2 separate regions of the Hordeum vulgare genome follow, and region 2 is linked to region 1. The links are chromatin contacts, called in public Hi-C maps. All regions are on one chromosome and are shown on one strand. Each heading gives the region's core, a stretch centred on a gene start, on an enhancer-like site or on the middle of the called end of the contact. The rest is flanking DNA. Distances are from core to core; before and after follow the strand shown. Region 1 has its middle 61 kb from the start of LOC123428717. Region 2 holds the start of LOC123427618.

Region 1 (5,260 bases), core at 1,134-3,633:
AGAATTATCTGCATCAACAGTCTCACATGTACGTTTGTGGCTCGAGTCCATCTCGTCAACCTCAATGTCCTCCGCCTCGGTCTCACATGTATGATCACAAGGGCTGTCAGTTTTAACCCCCGATCTCAGCTTCTGAGAAGTGTTTCTCCTCCTCGTCGCCCAACTGGTAGTGGCAGGAGCACGAAGGTTTTACAAAACCAATGCAGACGGAGGGTGCACTCCATCACCATATTCCTTGTAGTGGTTTCCCATTAAGCCACATACCTGGCACTAATCCGGGAGCCTTTCGTATCTAACAACAAAGATCTCGCGTTCTCCTTTTCTGATCAAAGAGATCGCCTTCTTCGGAGGGTTATGAACATCCAGCCCGACTCGCACCCGTAAAGAAATTTCATTCAAAGTCAAAAGATAAGGGTTCAACGTCCACAAACTCGCCAAGCTTCGATGCAAGAGCCTTCACCTTTCCATGGTAAGGAGGAGGGACATCAATGATCCTAGCCCACACCTCAAAAGTGAAAAGCTCTATTGAGTATTACTTGGGGAATTCGTCATAAGGAGCAATTAGCACTCAATTGCCTTCGAAGTGCCAAGGGCCTCCCTGTGTCACCGTCTCCGAGTCGCCTAGACAGTCGAATTGCGTAATGAACAAGTTTTCTTCCAAGGTGAGAGGACAAAAAAACCTAACAAGAGGGTATCACATGCGTGCTCCTTCGAACAACCTTACTTGAGCAGGATTTGTTCTACATGCTATTATCGTTGCATCCTTTACCAAAACCAGTTTGTGTGCTACTGCTTTAACTCGTGAAGTGGGCTGGCCCATCGCGTGCAGATGCTCCCACGCTTCAACGAAGCCGCGTCTCCTGGACGCACACACGTCTTCAATAGGATACACCATAAAAGGAAGCCGTATGTTTTTCGAAAAAGAAGAAAACGCCGTATAGGAAATACCCTCAAATCCGGTGGGGTGGGAGGTTTTTTTTACAGAAGAAGGGAGGGTAAAATTTCCTGAAACCTAAAATCTACTGGAGCAAAAGTTGGGCCGGCCCAACTGGTGTTGCTGGTGGTGGCACCATCATCATATTGGAGGACCAAGCAACCACCCCGGATTTTAGGGTGTGTTTGGTTGGAGGGATATCCTCCCAGGGACAGGGATAACCACTTTTTTCTGTGGTTGCCATGCGTTTGGATCTGGGGCGAGGAGGGATAGAGTCAACCAGATGCTGGGAATATTCTCCAAAAAAAGGGATGTGGCCAACCGCCAAAAATGGGCGGGCGGTGGCAACCACTCTGGGGCGGCCGGCGCGGGAGGCGTGGCCGGCGCGGGAGGCGCGAGAGAGGCGGCCGGCGCGGGAGGAGGCTGCCGGCGCGGGAGGCGCGGCCTGCGCGGGAGGCGCGACCGACACGGGAGGAGGCGGGAGGCGCGGGTGGCGGCCGGCGCGGGAGGAGGCTGGCGCGGGGGGCGTGGGTGGCGGCCGGCGCCGGGGACGTGGGTGGCGGCCGGCGCCGGTGGAGGCCGACGCGGCAGGATCCCATCCTCCCAACCAAACAAAAAAAGGATAACCTACCCTTCCAACCAAACAAAAAAAAGGGTTATCCCCAGCCACGTGGTTGGGGATACCCACAACCACCCTAGCATATCCCTCCAACCAAACACACGCTTAGTTGCTCCACTTGTCCCCAAATCCCTAACCCTACCCGAAGATGGCGGCGGCTGAGGAGGGGAAAGCTGCGGAGGAGATGGAGATGGATCGCTCCTATCCTAACCGCTCCGACCCCTTCTTTGAGGTCAAATTCGGCAATGATTTCGTCGACATTCCCTCCAACGCGGACGAGAGCCCCGCCTGGTTGCTGCTCGTCGGCGTCATAAGCGGCGCCCTGCGCTTCCACCGTTTTCGCGTGGCGAGATCCGGGCGAATCTCAGGTCAGAGCGAAGACACGCTCGAGATCTTCCACGACCACATGAAGCCGCAGGGGTACAGCTTGAGCGCCAGCGCAGCCCTAGTTCCTGACGGACGCTCGCTCTGCCTCCTGCAGCGGGTCGAGAAGGCGGAAACCGACGCCCTTCAGCTGCAGCTGCCGGCTGAGGAGCAGCCGCCGGCTGAAGTACCGCTTCCCCCGCGGGATCCAAGCATGCGTGGTCGGTGCATGCCCATCTCGGCCGACGGCCACATATGGGCCGTGTCGGCTACCTATTCTTCTTCCACGAGTTACCGTCTCCTAGTACAACGCCTGGTCATTGAAGAGGAAGAGGGCGCAGCTGCACCACGTTGGGAGCAAGTCGGGGTCCCCTTGGACGAACATTGCAAATTCGAGCCCTCCCTCCCCACCATATGGGGTCTTGAGTTCCTCCAGGGCTACGCCGTGCTCCCTGGCCATGGCCCTGAGGGGGGCACCCTCATCCTGCTCTCCCTCCAAAACAGCCTTTTCTTCACTTTCAATTGCTCCTCCCCTGACTTGGGCTGGACCAAGGTAATCCACACCTCAGAGGTCAAGTACTACGTCCCTATCCTCGGCCGTGGCCTCTATGTACAAGAAAGCAATGCCATTTACACGCTCCGCAAAAATGTGATCTATGCATACAAGCTGGGATATGAAGAGAGAAGTCTGAAGATTGATCCCCCTGTGGAGATTATATTTCCTTGTGTCACACGAAGCAGAGCCCATGGCTTCCTCACCCATCTGGGCTCCGGGGTCATGCGCTCTGTCTTGATGATTGTGGGGCTCCCGTGCTGGCAGGACCACCTACACGCCATTATCACCACCTTCCACCTTGGTCCTGACCCCTCCCATATCAAGATCCTGCACTCCACCTCCCGCCAGCTGGACATGTTGCCCATGGGAGACATCAATGAATTTGAATTCTGCTTTCTTCAGTAAGTTTCTCTGTCCACTAAAGCCATGTATTCATTTTGACCATTAATACATCGGTTTTGATGTAACTCAGCTAGCTGAGTTTTAGTTATGGTCTCGGTCACTCTTTTGTACTGATTAATTGTTGTTTTCTTAATTGCTATTCAGAAACGTTTCTAGCTGTAGACAAAAACGTAATCAGCTGCATGAGTGCAAATACGATTTACACGCCCATGTGAAACGTCTCGTACAAAACCAGCTCTGTAGACAACCAATTTTGTTTTGCTTTTTGTCTACAGTGCTGACTACGTTTCTTTACTGATTAATTGTTGTTTTCTTAATTAATTGCTATTTTTATTTTTATTATTCACTATTAAGTAGAAATTTATTCCACTCTTTCCCTTTTCCTAAATAAGTGTATTCATTTCATTTAACTTAATGTTCATTTGTTACCATATATTATAAAATTGTCTATTTAGGCTTTCATTATTTATTTGTTCTTACTTTTAGTGTTTTTTTTTCACTTTTTAGTCCTTGTTTTATTTAATGATTTGGTGTCTTCTTTTTGTTTTCCATTTTTATATTAATGACAATAATATTCATAGTCGGATTGCAACTACAAGATTTGAAATGTGGCCGCCACTTCAAGTATTTCAAAGTAGGGTGCAACTGCATGTATTCGAAGTCAGGTCGCAATTGCAAGTATTCATAGTCGTGTCGCAATTGCAAGTATTCATAGTCGGGTGGCAACTGCATGTATTCGAAGTTAGGTCGCAATTGCAAGTATTTTTAGTCGGATTGCAATTGCAAGTATTCATAGTCGTGTTGCAATTGCAAGTATTCGTAGTCGGGGTACTGCAAGCATTCATAGTTGGATCGCAATTGCAAGTATTCATAGTCGGGTCGCAATTGCAAGTATTCATAGTCGGGTCGCAATTGCAAGTATTCATAGTCGGGTCGCAATTGCAAGTATTCATAGTCGGGTCGCAATTGCAAGTATTCATAGTCGGGTGGCAACTACATGTATTCGAAGTTAAGTCGCAATTGCAAGTATTCATAGTCGGACCGCAATTGTAAGTATTCATAGTCGGGTCGCAATTGCAAGTATTCATAGTCGGGTCGCAATTGCAAATCTTATTTGTGCAGCAATAAATGGAAATGCTAGAATCAAGTTGTTTTTTACTAAGAAAAAAAATTCATATAATAAGGACACAATACTTTGTACAAGAATGTTCAGTGGTCGGAATAGTTGAAGCTAACAAGCCATTACGTAATTTTTTTTGCTTATTCTTTTTTTTTCTCTATCAGCCATTTTTTTAAAAAGATATGACGTGCATCAACAAGAACCGAACGAGTAGTTATTTGGCCGGCTAGATGGGGCGCATAGCAATAACAACCAAAAATATGACCTGTCAGCCCAAAAGAATAAAATGATGGGCTAAAGGAAACAAACAGGATAAACACAAAATACAATGAAATTATGTGAATGAGACCATAGAAAATTGCAGCTAGCTGAGTTCTAGGCACTCCGTTAATACATGCATTCATTTTGGTCATCTTGCTTACAAATTAATATTAATCTTTTGTCCACTAATCAATGACTTAGAGAGTATAAGGATGACAAGGTGCCGCCTAAAGTCCATGAAGTCCATGATGCAGAGGAAGTCCATGAAGAGAAAGCGCTTCATGATCCGTGCAATACTTGCAGGTGTTGTTCCACAAGCTTGAGCTTAGCTTAGATATTTTATTCCAAGTTTCATGTGCATGACATATTTTCCTTCTTGCATGCAGGCATCATCTCCCACCACTTCCTCCTCCCTATGTGAAGCCACATATGGATAACGAACTCTTGTTTATTATCTGCCAAGCTGGTTCACAATCCTTTATCTATAAATCAAGTCTCATGGATCTGAGTACAGATCTGAGTCCAAGGTTAGGAATAGCCACTCCTCTCAAACCGCAGTACATTGTACATGGAGATGATCATGGTCCAAGGCATTTTTTTCTCAGTGACTTAAAACTATATGCTGTCTCATTCCTAAAAGATGGCATATGTGAGCTTAACCTGGACACCAGATGTGAGCATCTTGATATGCTTGCAAGGCGGCCTGTTTCTCCTATTGATCCTTTTGTCATGGTTATCCAAGTTGGTAGGGCAACTCTTGCTCTTACTGAAACTCTCCAAGTTTACCGTAAAGTCCACCTTGTTTGTCCTCCTCGATCCAGCTCATGGGTGCGCTGTGTGACAGATCACTCTCAGATTCTTGACAGGAAGGTCAAGCTGTCCGGATATGTAGTAGTGAGTGATAGTTCCTTTATAGTCTGTGATACTCTCACAAGTTCTTGTCTTCACTTTGACCTGGATGCCAAGAAGTGGCATGTTGTCATGCCTTGGGCTTCATGGGGAGAA
Region 2 (5,260 bases), core at 1,000-3,499, 160 kb before region 1:
GAAACATAAACGCACCAAGTTGAATGGTTCGAGTAAATTCCACTTTGACCAACCCCCGTAGTCACCACTTTGTGGCAGCATTTACCCTATTTAAAAAAACCTTACCACATGTAACTCCTTACTTGTGATCTTGTAATTACCCCATTTTTATTTATTTTACTCAAACTGACAAGGTGAACCCATGTGTCAGGATGATGTGGCAGCTGACTAGTCAGAAACTCGGGCATGTATGTTCCACAGGGGTATACAATGTGGTGAGGGAGCAGCACGGTGCAGCTAGTTGAAACCTATTCGCCAAAGTGGACACAATTCCATAGTGCTTAGCTTAATTTGATGAAATTTGAGAGATTTGACATAATTTGATGCGATCCTAATGAGTTTGTGTCCTAGTTGTCTGTCCACACAGCTATTATGCCATCCTAACAAGTGGATCTAACTTATCCGCTTGGTAAAATAGTAAAATAGAGTAAAAGTTGTCGCAATATCACAAATAAGTGGTAGCAGGATTTTAAGTTTTTAACAGGGTAAAAGCTTTTACAATTTCACGAGTTCACGACTAGCTAGTAAAAACTGGAATTTACTACTCGAAATATTTCCACAATTTAACCAAGGGAAACATACTGCACCTTGTCCCTCCTGACCCTAGATCCAGGCCGAGTCTTTCTAGGCCTGTACTCTATCAGCCAGCCATCAGGTAACTCCTCTCCGGCAGGCTCTCTTTTGGTATCAACCTAAGCAGGTAAGCAAGAAGTAGGAGTTAAGCAACCTTGCGAAATATTACTAATAGTTACTGTATTTATATCCTAAAAAGGAAATTAATAATTTGAGGTTTCCATACCATGATCCCGTGTGGGCAGTGCAGGACACGGTATCCTGTCAGGCTAAAAGATCCTAAATCATGCAAGGAAATGGTAAGCATCTGGATGAAGCACATCAACACATGGAGCTGCCATAACATGCAGTCAAGCATTCATGTACTTTGCTGAAATAACAACAAATAAGCTGCCAGTCTGAAGCCGTCTGTGGGGAAAGCTGATGGGACAAGGCTTTTATGGGGGCACTAAAGAAAATGTCTTTTGCAGTGCATGAACTGAACCTGTTCAAATCCACTCCTGAACCAGATACCTCAGTTGAGCTACTAACAGAACTTGCTAATCCCAGGTCCTTGATAAAAGGATGTAGCCACACAAACTCAAGAGTGCAGCAGCTAAAAGGGTTGTAGTAGTATCCTTGTTTTAACCAGGAGCACTAGTCGTATTTTCTACTAAGATGCTGATGACTATGGTGATCTGTGGATTGCGCCCCATGTCCCAAGTCCAATTGCTGCTACCTCTGTTGAATAAAATCTCTCTTTGTTTCGCGAAGAAAGAAGAATAAAATCCATTTTTGACCACACACACGCACATGCACCGGAGATAGCACAAGCCTCAAGCTCAGCAAAGCTAACCGATCTAGGAACTCTTGCTGGGGAGATTAGCAAGCAGCTCAAGGTCCCGGCACAAAGCGCTGACCACGAGAAAATCATGAAGAGAGGGAAGGGGGGAGCAAAGAGCTGAGCGATACCAGTAGTACTAGTTATCTTATTCTACTTTGCACTGGAAAGGATGGCGTTTCTGTCTCTGGATTCTTTAACGAGGGGAGACGCAAACGATTTACTGATCGTAATCACACGGAAACCACGAGGGTGTCGCAGCAGGGTCCCGGAATCCAGATCCAAAACCTCACGCAAATCACCACGAGTAGTATTTAATTCTACCAAGCCAAGCAGCACGGCAGCAAGCGCAGAAAACCTCGGCGTGTTGGCATGCTGCTACCTGGAACAACAAGAACACGCGCATGCTCTTGGCACGCAATCGTAGCCGGAACGCTGGCCTCCCCGTAGAGCACGGGGGATCCATCGAGGAAAGAGAAAATCAGCAAGGAAAAGAAGAAGAAGGAGCGAATCCGGCAAAAAACGAGGAGGAGGCCGAGCAGAGCAGAGCAGAGCAGGAGCACTGACCTTATCACCGGCCAAGGCTACGGTGAGGCGGCCATGGATGGGGTCCGCGCACGCAGAGGCCAGGTGGTCGGGGAGAGGAGAAGGGGGAGAGCCTGGACCGGGAGGGAAGAATGACAGCGGGAGGAGGAAGACCAGGAGCACGACGCACTGGGAGTCGGGAGGAGTAGGAGCCGGAGGAGGACAGCAAAGGAGGCGCCCCCCTGCCCTTTGTTTCTTTGTTTGTTTTACCGGCCCGATCTGACAGATGCCGCGCGCGGGAGGCTCTCCTCCCCGTCGTCTCGTGATTCCGTGAGGTGAAGGCGACGCTCGCTCATGCGTGGACTGTGACAGTGTCGCCCAACTGTCCGCTCTCTCGGGCTGCTCGGTGTGGGTGTGGGTGTGGGTGTGGATAATGATGGCGTCCATCCTCGCGCTCGCGCCACGGCCGCTACTGGACAAGGCGCGGGAAGGGAAGGGAAGTCGTCGTGTGACCTGTGATGGCTGATGGAATGGAATGGAGGTGATGGAGGTGGAGCCATTTCTTCCTTTCTTCGCTCCCCTGCTCACTCGCTGTCCTTCATTTGATTGTTGACTTGCTGGCCGGGCGGTTTTTACTGCCCGCGTAAACGAGGCATGTGTCGACACACAAGGTGTCCTTTTCTTTCTTTTTTGGCGGGAATTTCTTGTGCTTCTAGCTGCATGGGTGCATGGCATGGCTTCACTGTTGGCATTTACTAAGAATTAGTGGTAGTATGCATCATCCTCTCCTCTGCTTTCCTTTAACAATGCAGGTCTAAGGCGTCTAGGCGGTCTAGCTGACCGACTGGCCGGAGCGAGCTTTGTCGTGCCTGCGCGTGAGCCGTGGCCGGCCTCCGATGCCCACACAATTATTGGCGTCTCTGAACCCTCGCAAGACATCGAGGTGGCGCCTGCATTCTGCATCCATCCATGAGCGCGGATGACAAAGGATCACCGTCATCACCATCATCATCATCATCGTCACACGAATCACTAAATCTGGCCAGACGAATGAGATCCTTGACTCGGAGCCACCGAAAGGATCCGAGAGAGAGATAAGATGGGCAGCAGCAGGAAGGAATCCTATTCCCTCGCCTCACCCGTAACGTAATCCAAGCTAGCTACTAGCTGCATCGATCACAGCATTCAGATACAGTGATACGGCTGATGCATGAGAGATCACGTAATTAGCAGCAGCGTGTTTACGCTTTGAATTAGCACTGGCACTGAGCCAGGCCACGGCCAGGGCCACGTGCTACCACGCCTTTTCCCTGTTGTGCGTCGAGCCGAGCGCCTCAAGAGACGTGGGCTGGACCGCGCGCTAGGCCGGTTGCTGCTGCAGCTGCAGCTGCAGATTCAAGGGGCAGAAGAAATATACAGCACGAAGATCCGGTTATGAAAAACTGCATGCATGCAGCGTCTCCCACCCAAACCCCGATCCCCCTGCTCGTCTCGGTGAATGAATAGCCAGGACGGGCACGGCGCCGTACCTCTCTGGCTGCAGTCGAGTCGACGGTGTCCTCTCCTCGTCCGTCCCAGCCTACGCATTCATGTCGGCGACGAGATTCACGGCGCCGTCGACGGGCGACATGTCATGTCAGGGGGAGGAGCGATTAGGAATGGCAGCAAGACCAAGGAATGGACGCAGACTGGCCTCTTCTGACGAGTGATGCATGGAGCTGATTCTATTCTAATCTCACGCACTGCAAGGGGGCGCCGCTCGCGAGTGCCGCGTCTCCGCTTCCCTCGCCTCTTCCAACGCCAGATCTGTTGACTGTTTCGAATTACACACTGCCTTCTTTTCTCTCTCAAGACAAGGCTTATATATATTCACCTCTTCTTTTTTGAGAAATGGATTATATTTACTGCCCTTTTTTTTTAGAAACACATTTACTGCCTTTTATTGAGAGAGAGAGAGAGAGAGAACGTTTAACTTGCCTGAATTGCCCATGAGGCCTAATGGCTCATACTGCATGCCTGCTACCTGGCCCATGAGGCCCAGTGATTCACAGGTCAGAAATCAGCTCAATATTTTACATCTGCTTCGAAACTGTTTCTAAAAAATGGTTCGAAAATCCCGTTCAAAGGCAAGCTCCATGGAGGTCAGTTTTGAAATATTTCAAAATCCATATTTTTACATTTCAATTAATTTTGAGATAACGTATAGATATGCATGGAGACATAATGCACAAGTGCGTAAATTTTTAGAACGAAATACGTTGAAATTAGGGTTATGCAAAAAAAAAAAACTTTTTAACGCATGATAATATGCATCCTACCAGGCTATGAATTTATCTTTTCTGTCTAGATCATATTTCAAAGTATTTCATCCTGAATTTTTACACACATACACATAACATCCTTGTTTACTTGTATAATACTATTATTTATTTAGATTTTTCTAAAACTGAAAAGTTTGAATTTTGATTTTTTTTCAAATAATTCAGCCTCCACCAAGAGCCAAATCGCCACACTCCATCTGGTTCATAAATAAAAGTATATAGCAGGAGAGGGTCGTCACTTTTTTGAGCATACGACATGAGTGATTCAAATTTTACTATGAGAAGAGAGCTTAGGACATCTCCAAAGCTAGTCACTATTTCCCTTCTCCAAATATATTTTTTATTTGAACTGTGTTCATTGACAAGATATCAGAGCTTGCCATCTAACACTGCCCGCATACATTTTAACAACTAATTGAACTAACAAGAAAAAAATTCATGCCAACACGACGTATTTTCAAATAAATCATAAGAGATTCATGAAAAAGTGACGGGTTTCATATAAACATGACGAAATTCATTACATTTCGGACACACTTCAACTAAAAGCGGAACTCATTCAATTCCGCCTGACGCTGGCGATACCATCAGTGGTCGAGGCGGATCTCGCGGGCAGAGTGGTAGGACTCGAGGAGTGTCACCTCCCTGGCCACGTCTACGTCTCGCACAATCGCCTTGCCATCGTCGAGGTGTTGTTCCGTTTGCCGATGCTCCTCAAGGGCTAAAGGTTGTAGGCCGCGTCGGCCAGCGCCTCCTAGAACTGCACCACACCCATAAAATGGGTATGAGCCTCGCCGATGCTGAGGGTGCAATGCACCGGCGAGCGTGGCGACGGCTAGTCATCGGATGTGTCCTCCATTGGGACATCATCGGCCATTGGCTACATGCCAGCCTGTCAACCGTCAGTAATGGTATCCATCTCCTTCTTCCGTTCCAGCGTGAGCCCATCCCATAGAGCTCTAGAACGCGAGGAGGCCATGTT

What was found. Hi-C and Micro-C count contacts between places; a contact is called where the count stands out from the background.
Region 2: a contact with region 1 is called in a Hi-C map of leaf, with 7 times the contacts expected there. The contact joins the promoter of LOC123427618 here to the enhancer-like site in region 1. A contact is called at or near these places in 2 of 6 Hi-C or Micro-C datasets (leaf and seedling) and 1 of 1 datasets of contacts at active chromatin or transcription factors (embryo).

Annotation. Positions count from the first base shown.
Region 1 is chr2H:601,231,789-601,237,048 of MorexV3_pseudomolecules_assembly, reverse strand. It overlaps the pseudogene LOC123427617. Among protein-coding and RNA genes, the nearest start is that of LOC123428717, 61 kb to the right of the region's middle. Within about 2 kb of position 2,383, at least 3 of the 3 cell types and tissues checked have open chromatin away from gene starts, as enhancers often do. A contact at or near this core is called in leaf and seedling, where this site is marked.
Region 2 is chr2H:601,387,543-601,392,802 of MorexV3_pseudomolecules_assembly, reverse strand. LOC123427618 reads right to left here and starts at 2,249. Exons shown (of 5, transcript XM_045111697.1): 1 at 2,000-2,249; 2 at 839-891; 3 at 627-731. The coding sequence starts at 841.